Regions from separate parts of the Manis pentadactyla genome. Here region 2 is linked to region 1. A link is a contact called in public Hi-C data. All regions are on one chromosome and are shown on one strand. The core of a region is the stretch at or near the end of the contact, and the rest is flanking DNA. Distances in the headings are between cores, read along the strand shown. Region 1 holds the start of LSM5 (LSM5 homolog, U6 small nuclear RNA and mRNA degradation associated). Region 2 holds the start of LOC118918526 (retinitis pigmentosa 9 protein).

Region 1 (4,719 bases), core at 2,195-4,694:
CTACAGTGGGTATATGTTACCTGCATATTTCACTGGTTTGTTTTTAATAGGAGTTAATGGAACTTGAGTTAAGCAGAAAAATCCTTATTTCAATATATCATTGTTTGAAGTGAATTTTGTAAATAATCATCTCAGGTTTTTAAAATATAACTGTTCAAAATCAAAGGTCATCACTTTGGAATAATTTTTGTTTATGTTTAAGAATCAAATGGTTGTGCAAATGAAGCAAATAGGCATAAAATGACAGGAAAGCAAGTGACAATCATAATTACAATCTTTGTTCTACTGGCTATTATGTTATAATAAATAAACTGACAGTTAACCAAAAACACTTTTATTTTTGTCTTCAAAGAACAAACTGTTCTTTTTCTGAGATAATCATGATTAACTTACAAAAACGGGCATTTACAATGCATTTTCAAAGCATTTCCCTTTAACGGGAAACTTAGCTTTACAGAATCCAAATACTAAAAGGTTGGAAAAAATTCCTATTTTCTTGTCATTATAATACAAAACATAATCTAGCATAAGAAAAGGAAATCCATTCATACTTCAGGTCCTTCTCCTCCAGGAACAAGCTGCATAGGAGGAAAAAGAGTTTATTAATAACACCATCACATCATCTAAAAACCCCTACTAAGAGCTCCTCATGAACCAAAGCCACTTTTGCCCCTTCCTCACATTCCCGTTTTCTCCAGGTCATTGCTATCTGTTTATAATTTCCAGCATCATCAATTAATACTTAGTGTGTCAACAATGATTCTTGACAAAATAAAAGACTAAAAAGCCCAAGCAAAATAATCTTTGGACCTAATGTTACCTTCAAGAGTTCAGTTTTGGGGCCCTGATCACCAGAGCATCCCTTTTCCATCTTAAGCACAACTGGGCCATGAACATTTAGTTGAGCAAGTTAGTTCTAGTTACTTCTGTGATCCCTGCCCCACAAATATGAGCTAACATCCAAATAAAATAGCTTTATTGTGTCTTACCATTGTTATATTATTTCCATTAAGCAAAATCTGATCTAATTTAGTAATCCTTCTTCCTTCCGGTGTGATTTCACTAGATGAATAGATACAACAGAGTCAGGATAAATAATAATAATCAAAGCCACCATTCTGATCCCTAAACAAGATTATTCTTGTACATAAATCAATGTGAGGTCAGACAATTTTATCAGTTCTCAAACACAAGGGATATCCACTAGGTGATGTACATTCTTCCTGAACTGATTAACCTAAGATTCACATCCACTAGGACTTATCTCTATAAAAGCTGAAACTTGCTCACAAGATCAAATATGAAATTAAATGTTTACTAGCTCAATTTTTACAATTGCTTACTACCAATTCCTTTCTGTTAAATCAATCTATCAATCTTTACTCAATTCAATTTTGAAAGCCGAAATGCTGGTCATGATCTTTATAACTAATACAATGGAGCCATCATTTACATTTTATTATGCTGTTAAAACACTCTTATTATCAGTTACCTGATTTGACCTGAGCCCTAAGGTTCCTGGCTGTTTTTAGTATGTTCTACCTTAAATTGCTGTCTCCACTAATTTCCTAGCAATTTAGTAGTAATTACATTACAGTAATATGGTAATAATCCTCTGAAATTTTACTGGTATTAGTAAATAAAATTTATTAAAGGTAATTCCAATGTTTCCTCATAAATCATTTTAGACACATTAATGCTGAAATTGCTTTAAATTAAAGAGATTTCCCAATTCTTTAATTTTTAACACTACTCACAACTCAGTGACATCCTCCAGTACCATATCTGAAATAAGGCGTTAAGAAAACAAACATAACAGGTTGAATTTACTCTGGCTTCTGCCTTTATTCAGGTTTAATTATAACACTCAAAACAATGTCTCAAATTCATAATATTTGTAGTTGGTAGGAACTTTTTTTAGTACACACACCTCTTAAAATGCTATCACATGTTCCCTGAGAATAAATTAATTCTTATTATAATAATTACTAAATACTGATTATCTATAGTTCTTCTGTTCTTAAATAACAGAAGAAAAACCCATACCATCACCACCTTTTAAAAGGATACTGACAAAGTCGTCAAATCCTAGAAGCGTGCCAACAATTTCCTTATCACTCTTCATCACAATGTGAATTCTCGATCCTATACATTTGTCCACAAGCTCTATGGATATATTTTTTTTAAAGGAAAAAAAGTGGGGGAGAGGGAAAAGATTATTTTACCCATTCATTTACTTCAACAATTATTTGAGCGCCTACTAGCACTTGTTACTTGCATATGGTAAAAGATAAACTAAGAGAAGTGTTCATTCAAAAAACTTTATAGAGCTTAAACATTTCTCTGTTCAATCATTAACAGAAGTTTCCCCTGTTTGCCACTTACCTATCCTTTGTAGAAATTTATGGTCTTTGTGGTTTTATATTTGTCTGATTAACATATGAACTCCTCCTTTAAAATCTAAACTCCAAGAGAGCTGAGACCTGGTTGTTTTTTGCACATTACTGTATCCCCAATGGACAGTCCCTGGCACACACTAGGAATTCAAAAAGAGTATGTCAAATAAATGAAGGAATGAAAACCTTCAATCACTGACACATCAGCTAACTCACTCTTCAGCTACGAATTAGGAAGAGAGGCATAATTGCCTTCATCAGATATTCCTTCCTGTTAGTACCTCTGCTTTGACAGCAGCTTGAACATCTCTAGCCGGCTTAGCATTATTTGTTATGTTATTTGTCCAGTATTCTATGTACTTCACTGGTTCGTGTTATTATTTTAAGGCAATGGCCGTGATTTAAATGTGAATACTGCCAAGCCACTGTCTGGTACACAGACGCTCAACAACTCTTTGGTTAAAGAAAGGCAAACGGAACTGGTTTCCAGATCCTTCTTTTAAGGGTCATTCTACACTGCACTGCTTCTCTTAATAACCGGCCGGATACAGAACAGGGTGTAATCTGGGGAACTTAAAAAAATGCCAAGTTGAGGACTGGGACTGCTACCCGTGAACGTGGTAGGCGAGCGCACAACAACGAAGGCCGACCACGCATTCATAAATTATAGACCGTTTCCGTGACGACTTGGTTTGGGGAGTCACAAGTCTCTCCCTCAAGGAGCCTTACCACGCTGAAGAGACATGGGCGGCCCACGGCCGCAGAGACTTGGGGCCTGGAGACACGCCGCGGAAGGAGAAAGCAGCTGGCCGGTTACGCTTCCCTAACACTCGGCCAGGGGCTGCCTCGGCCGCAGCCCCTAAACCCCCAACCATAAGCTCCAGCTCCCTCCCGCCCCGCTCCCCACAGGACGGGAGTTACCAAGAGGTAGTAGCTGCGACGGGTTTGTGGTCGCGTTAGCCGCCATGGCTACGCCGGAAATGGCCTGCTTCCATCCACAGAGGGGCGGTGAGTTTGAAAGAGCGCGCTTCCGCTTTTTTCCGCAGCGCGGACAGGCTCGACCAATCTGAGGCCGAGTGTGCGATCGGTCCAGTCCACGTGGGTCTTGCCAAGTAATTTCCCGGGCACTGTGAACCCGGGAAAAGTAACAGGCCATTGAACATTCTGCGGGCCTGACAGATACCCACTTTCCCCTCAAAGTTTCTGGGAGACGTTAAAAATATCCTGCCTTGAAGAGCTGAATAGACACTTCTCCAAAGAAGAAATTCAAATGGCCAACAGGCACATGAAAAGATGCTCCACATCGCTAATCATCAGAGAAATGCAAATTAAAACCACAATGAGATATCACCTCACACCAGTTAGGATGGCCAACATCCAAAAGACAAACAACAAATGCTGGCGAGGATGTGGAGAAAGGGGAACCCTCCTTCACTGCTGGTGGGAATGTAAATTAGTTCAACCATTGTGGAAAGAAGTATGGAGGTTCCTCAAAAAACTCAAAATAGAAATACCATTTGACCCAGGAATTCCACTCCTAGGAATTTACCCTAAGAATGCAGCAGCCCAGTTTGAAAAAGACATGTGCACCCCTATGTTTATTGCTGCACTATTTACAATAGCCAAGAAATGGAAGCAACCTGAGTGTCCAGTAGTAGATGAATGGATAAAGAAGATGTGGTACATATACACAATGGAATATTATTCAGCCATAAGAAGAAAACAAATCCTACCATTTGCAACAACATGGATGGAACTAGAGGGTATTATGCTCAGTGAAATAAGCCAGGTGGAGAAAGACAAGTACCAAATTATTTCACTCATCTGTGGAGTATAAGAACAAAGAAAAAACTGAAGGGACAAAACAGCAGCAGATTCACAGAACCCAAGAATGGACTAACAGTTACCAAAGGGAAAGGGACTGGGGAGGGTGGGTGGGAGGGGAGGGATAAGCGGAGAAAAGGGGCATTACAATTAGCACACATAATGTAGGGGGGTGGGGGGACACGGGAAAGGCAGAACATACAGAGAAGACAAGTAATGATTCTATAGCATCTTACTACACTGATGGACAGTGACTGTAATGGGGTATGTGGGGGGGGACTTGATAATAGGGGGAGTCTAGTAACCATAATGTTGGTCAAGTAATTGTACATTAACGATACCAAATATATATATATCCTGCCTTGTTAATAAATTCTTCTTCTAACCCGGAAGGCTTCTCAAAATACGGAAACCTTTGAGTTGTCTCATTTTCCACTATAAGGTTGCATCTCACTTCAAACCAAGATCTTTCTTAAAACCAGTATAAATCAATTCGATT
Region 2 (4,670 bases), core at 1,753-4,252, 180 kb after region 1:
TTTTCTAAAACAACAGTAAAATAAAAAAGGTAGAAAGCCACAAAGAAATCTGGAGTGGAGATAACATAAGAAAGATTTCAACAACTTTGGGACAGTGGAAGGAGGTAATGTGACTTGTGTGGGTGCAGAAATTTACAGTCTTCGAAAGGTGGAGGTTGGTGAATATGGACATGGAGTAGCTAAAGCCACCACTATTCTCCTTGCCTACAATCAGGAGACTCTGCCTGCCCACCCCTTGAAGGAGACTTCAGATTTAGTCCCCCCTGAGCAAAACAAAGGATGGGGATTTTGCTGAATGATAGTAAGCATGGGCTGAAAACAGATGTGTGAAAGTTTCTGTCTGAACTCCAGAACACTCAGCTCTCTCTCTCCCAAAGCATCCCAGAACACTGACAGTCAGACATACATATCCCTGGGCTGAAAATTCTTCCCTGCAGAAAATGAAGAGCCCTAAAAAAATTCCACCTACTGACATTTGAGAATTTCTTGATAAAAAGGGCAGCCTACAGTCTGACCTCCCTACAATGGTGCTATCCAGTCAACAAAATGAGCATCTTTTCCCTCTTGCACACACAGACTCTCATGAAAAGAGCTTTATAATGCTTCACTCTTAAATATGAGTAGAGGCCCAGACACCCAGACATTAGGAGAAAAACTCTTAATGGAAGATAGGGATCAAAAGAAAAGGCAAACAAAACACAGAGGCAATGGAGGGAGCAAAAGAAAACAAAAAGAAACATTAATGAATAGCCTCAAAGAATTTTCAGAGTAAGAAAGAGTTCTTGAATTTAGAAATATGATAGCAGAATTTTAATATGTGCAGTACAAGAAGTTAAAGATAAATCTACAAAGTAAAATGAAAAGCCGAAGAGATGGACAGTAGGAAAGAAAAGAAAGGATCAACAGGTATCTAGCAGAAAGAAAAAGCAAAAAGGAGGGGAAGAAGTTAAAATGTAGATCCACATACACATTTAATGTACCCATAACATATCAGAAAAGACTTATATTATCAGGAAACTTCAAGATGACAGCAATAAAGGGAAGTTTCTTAAAATTAACCTCTGGTAGACACTTTCACAGGAAGATACAAAATGTGCTTGAGAAAAACATGGGAGTAAAGACAAAACAAGGAGCACATGGAATTCAGGAATAGGTTTCAAGGCAGAAGAGTGGTAAAGGAAGTCCCAGAGCAATTGTTATACACCAGATCTGGAAAGTAACCAATGACTATTTGAAGACAACAGATGGAATATTCTAAATAACAATAAGCCTATTAATGATATGATTATAGGAACATGTGGAAGAAGTACTTCAGCTTTTGGAGGCTTCAGGGAAAAAACAGAAGTTGATAATAGAAAATGAAGCAAATGCAAAATTGACGCTCTTACTAAATACTTGAAAGTTATACTAGAGAGCAAAAAAAAATCATAAAACACTATTTGGCTCAAAAGTAAACAATATAGCATAGTTATAATATTAATATGAAAATTGATTTAACAAAATTACTATAATAGAGCTATTGAAGGATGGAAATAAGATCAGCCAGGAGAACTAAATCATTATCTACTACTACAAGAAGTTAATAGACAAAGTCTAAAATGGTTACATCAAAGAAAGTAGTATAAGCATAAAATTTACAAATATGCAGTTAAACCCAAGAACTAAAAACTGAAAGAGTTTGCACATGGAAGCCTTGGCCTTGTTGGGGGTGTGGAAAGGTTGTGCATGAGTGGGATGGGGGTGGGGGCTCAACTGGACAGGCCACCAATTTTTGTAGTATTTTTAGTAATATTTGAGTTTTAAAAGTGTATAACAGGATGAATACAAGTTAATTTAAAATAAAAAAATCTGAAACAGAAACTATTTATGGAATAACTCAGTGAACACCAAACAGAAAAGTTTGCCTTCTAAAGCTAATTACAGGATGACAGAATCACAGAAAAGAACAGTTCATTATTCCAAACGCCCACCTGATGTTTAAACCTCCCTTGCAACCTGCCCTTCTCTCAGTGGTTATCGGGACTCTTCTTGAACCCCTGGGGCTGGGGCAGCAGTGCCTCTGGGTCAGGCCGTGCTGACCAGCAAGAGTGAACGACTCTCGCCCTAACTCTTCTTGAGTGATACTGGCCTCCGTGCGGCTCCCACCCGACCATCCCCTCACCCCATTCTCTGGTTCTCCCCTGCTCACCACGCTAACGTTACAGGGCTGGGTTTTTCCTCTTCCCGTAACAGCGGGGGAGGAAGAGAATGGGGAGGTTACCCAGCCCCTAGTGCGTCCTTGGAACTGAAAAACCCGAAAGGACAGCGAGCAGAGCGCTCAGGTCCCGCCTCACGGATCCAGTCCCCGGATCCGGTCCGAGCGCCCGATCCCCGGCGCCCAAGCCGGCACGTACGCCGCGGGGTCAGGGAGACCCCCGCCGCCTCCGCGCTCAGGCCGGGCCCCCCACCCGCGTCCCCCGCCGCGGGCACGAGCGACGGGGGCGGGGCCTGCTCTTCCCGCCGCGAGGCCGCGCCCGGGCGCCCGGGCAACGGACCTTCCTTCTCCGCCGAGGGGCGCCGGGAGCCCGGTGTCTGCGCCGCCCCGCAGACGACCGGCCCGCGTGCCCGCTCGCGAGTCTCCGAGGGCCCGGCCTGGCGCGCCCCCACGGCGCCCGGGCGATGTCCGTTCCCGGCGGAAGGCCGCAGGGCGGGCGGGTACTCACAAGGACTCCAGGTGCTGGAGCTGCTGCAGCTGCTGCGCGTCGTGCCGTCGCCGCTTCTGCTCCCGGCGCTGCTGCAGCTCCTGCTCCGGCGGCTCCCGCTGCCGCCGTGCGCCCGCGGCCCCCGCGTCGTCACGCCGCGGCCGGGACGACATTGCGGCCCCTGGCGCAGCCGAGGCGGCGGCAAGACGGCCCTTCCTCCGCGCCGCGCCCGCTCGGCCCGCAGCGCCCCCTCCCGCCTTCGCTCCGCGGCCGCCCGGGCAGGGGGCCGGTGTCCCCGCCAAGGCTGCTTGTCCCCCGCCTCCCCACACACTGGCTGGGCCGCCTCCCCGCCACGCGGCCCCAAGGCCGAGCTGGGAGCACCCAGGCCCTCGCCGCCAGACCGCCTGGTGCCGGAGGTCGGAGCGCGCCCCCTGGCGACGGCCGGGGACTGAGGATGCGGGGGGGGGAGCCTGGGGCTCCTCTGCGGGCCAGGGCCGCCTACCCTTGCGGCCTCCACCCCTGGAGGCCACGAACCTGTGCAGGTCATCACTGTCTTGCCCAGTGGCCAGGCACACGAGAGCTGCTCGTTACATGTACTGGATTCATTCAATTTGCAAGAAAGCAAGACTCCATAGAGACTCCCCGTTTTCCAGAGCATGCGAAGCATGGTTAAGACAGTTGATGGTTTATTTAGACACATCTTGGGTGCTGGAAATGAAAATTAAAGCTAATATATATTGACCACTTTTTATGTGCTGTCATTGTCTAAGCGCTTAAGAGTTAGTATTAAAACCTAAGACGTGCTGTTACCATGCTTATATATTACCTTTATTTTGAGGAAGTCGAGAGAATTGAGACGTGCCCAAGGATGCAGAAGTGTTAAGTTGTGGAGCCAGATGGAAAAGTCTTAGGTTCTGAGCTGGGTTATATTTTGAAACCGTATTTGATATGTGAAGTTATGATACTTGTTTTAGCTTTAACGTAATGGAAGAAACCACAGAGGAAGCAAAAGTAACAGCATATGGACTATTTCCCTCAAATGTGGCATTCAGTATGGTTAATACCTAACATATATGAAGAGCTCTTTCATATTAGAGAAAATGCAAATACGCATACATACAAAAGGCTATGAACAGACATACAATGTTACACTGACATGTCCCAGAACTTGGAAATTGGGTTTCCCTCTGAAGGAAGAACTGGTGTGTGAATCAATTCAGCTATTAATGTAAATTAACTGGGCCAGTAAATGGCCTGAATACCGTGCAGAACATCCTCATCTGGACAAGACTAAGACTATAGTTACAGGAAGATGTGATGGGAAACAAAATGCAACTTAAATGTTACATAAGGAAGATGGTGGACAGGATTTTTCATCAAACCACGTGGTGACTCCAGGTGTGCTGTCAGTACTGGGGATGGGAGAATTTCTTGGAACTTCTTGGAGACGTAAGGAGAGGGAACACTGCTGGAAACAAATTTCTCCTTCACATTTGCCTGCAGTCCACTTAGGTGGACTTTTCAGGGGATGTTTTTCTTAATGCTGGTCTTTATCCCAGCTCAGTGGGTACCAAGCTAAAGTTAACAGCTTACCTGCCTTAGCCTCTGGGGTTTACTGCTTTTGGAAGATCTGACTCATGAATCCTCTTTTATTTCAGGCTCAATGAAAAGAGGAATTATTTCTTTACAGCCCTGCTTGTTTGATTTTTCCCTCGTAACATTTCAACTTCCTGTATAGAGGGGGATAGGACAGAACCAGGTTTTCTGATTTTCATTCAGACCAATCCTTTTTCAGATCCCCTTTCCCTCCTGCATGCTGCTCCACACCTCTATCCTGTCCTTAGAACTTTCGGGTGTTTTTATGTCCTTCTAATTGTGTCACATTCTTTTTTTTATCTTAGTCCTCTATTCTCACTGATTCACTATTTTTCTCTTCTTACTTTCTCACTCCCCCTGCCCCATTTTTATTCTAGTATCTCATGCCTACTC

Evidence for each region. A called contact is a pair of places that touch in the nucleus more often than the background predicts.
Region 2: a contact with region 1 is called in a Hi-C map of skin fibroblasts, with 5 times the contacts expected there. The contact joins the promoter of LOC118918526 here to the promoter of LSM5 in region 1. A contact is called at or near these places in 3 of 3 Hi-C or Micro-C datasets (blood, fibroblasts and skin fibroblasts).

What each region holds. Positions count from the first base shown.
Region 1 is chr7:105,172,293-105,177,011 of mManPen7.hap1, forward strand. It overlaps LSM5 (LSM5 homolog, U6 small nuclear RNA and mRNA degradation associated), which reads right to left and starts at 3,445. Exons shown (of 5, transcript XM_036897511.2): 1 at 3,318-3,445; 2 at 2,071-2,166; 3 at 1,758-1,785; 4 at 990-1,062; 5 at 319-578. The coding sequence starts at 3,363. The coding sequence ends at 546.
Region 2 is chr7:105,349,379-105,354,048 of mManPen7.hap1, forward strand. It overlaps LOC118918526 (retinitis pigmentosa 9 protein), which reads right to left and starts at 3,003. Exons shown (of 6, transcript XM_036897461.2): 1 at 2,703-3,003. The coding sequence starts at 2,854.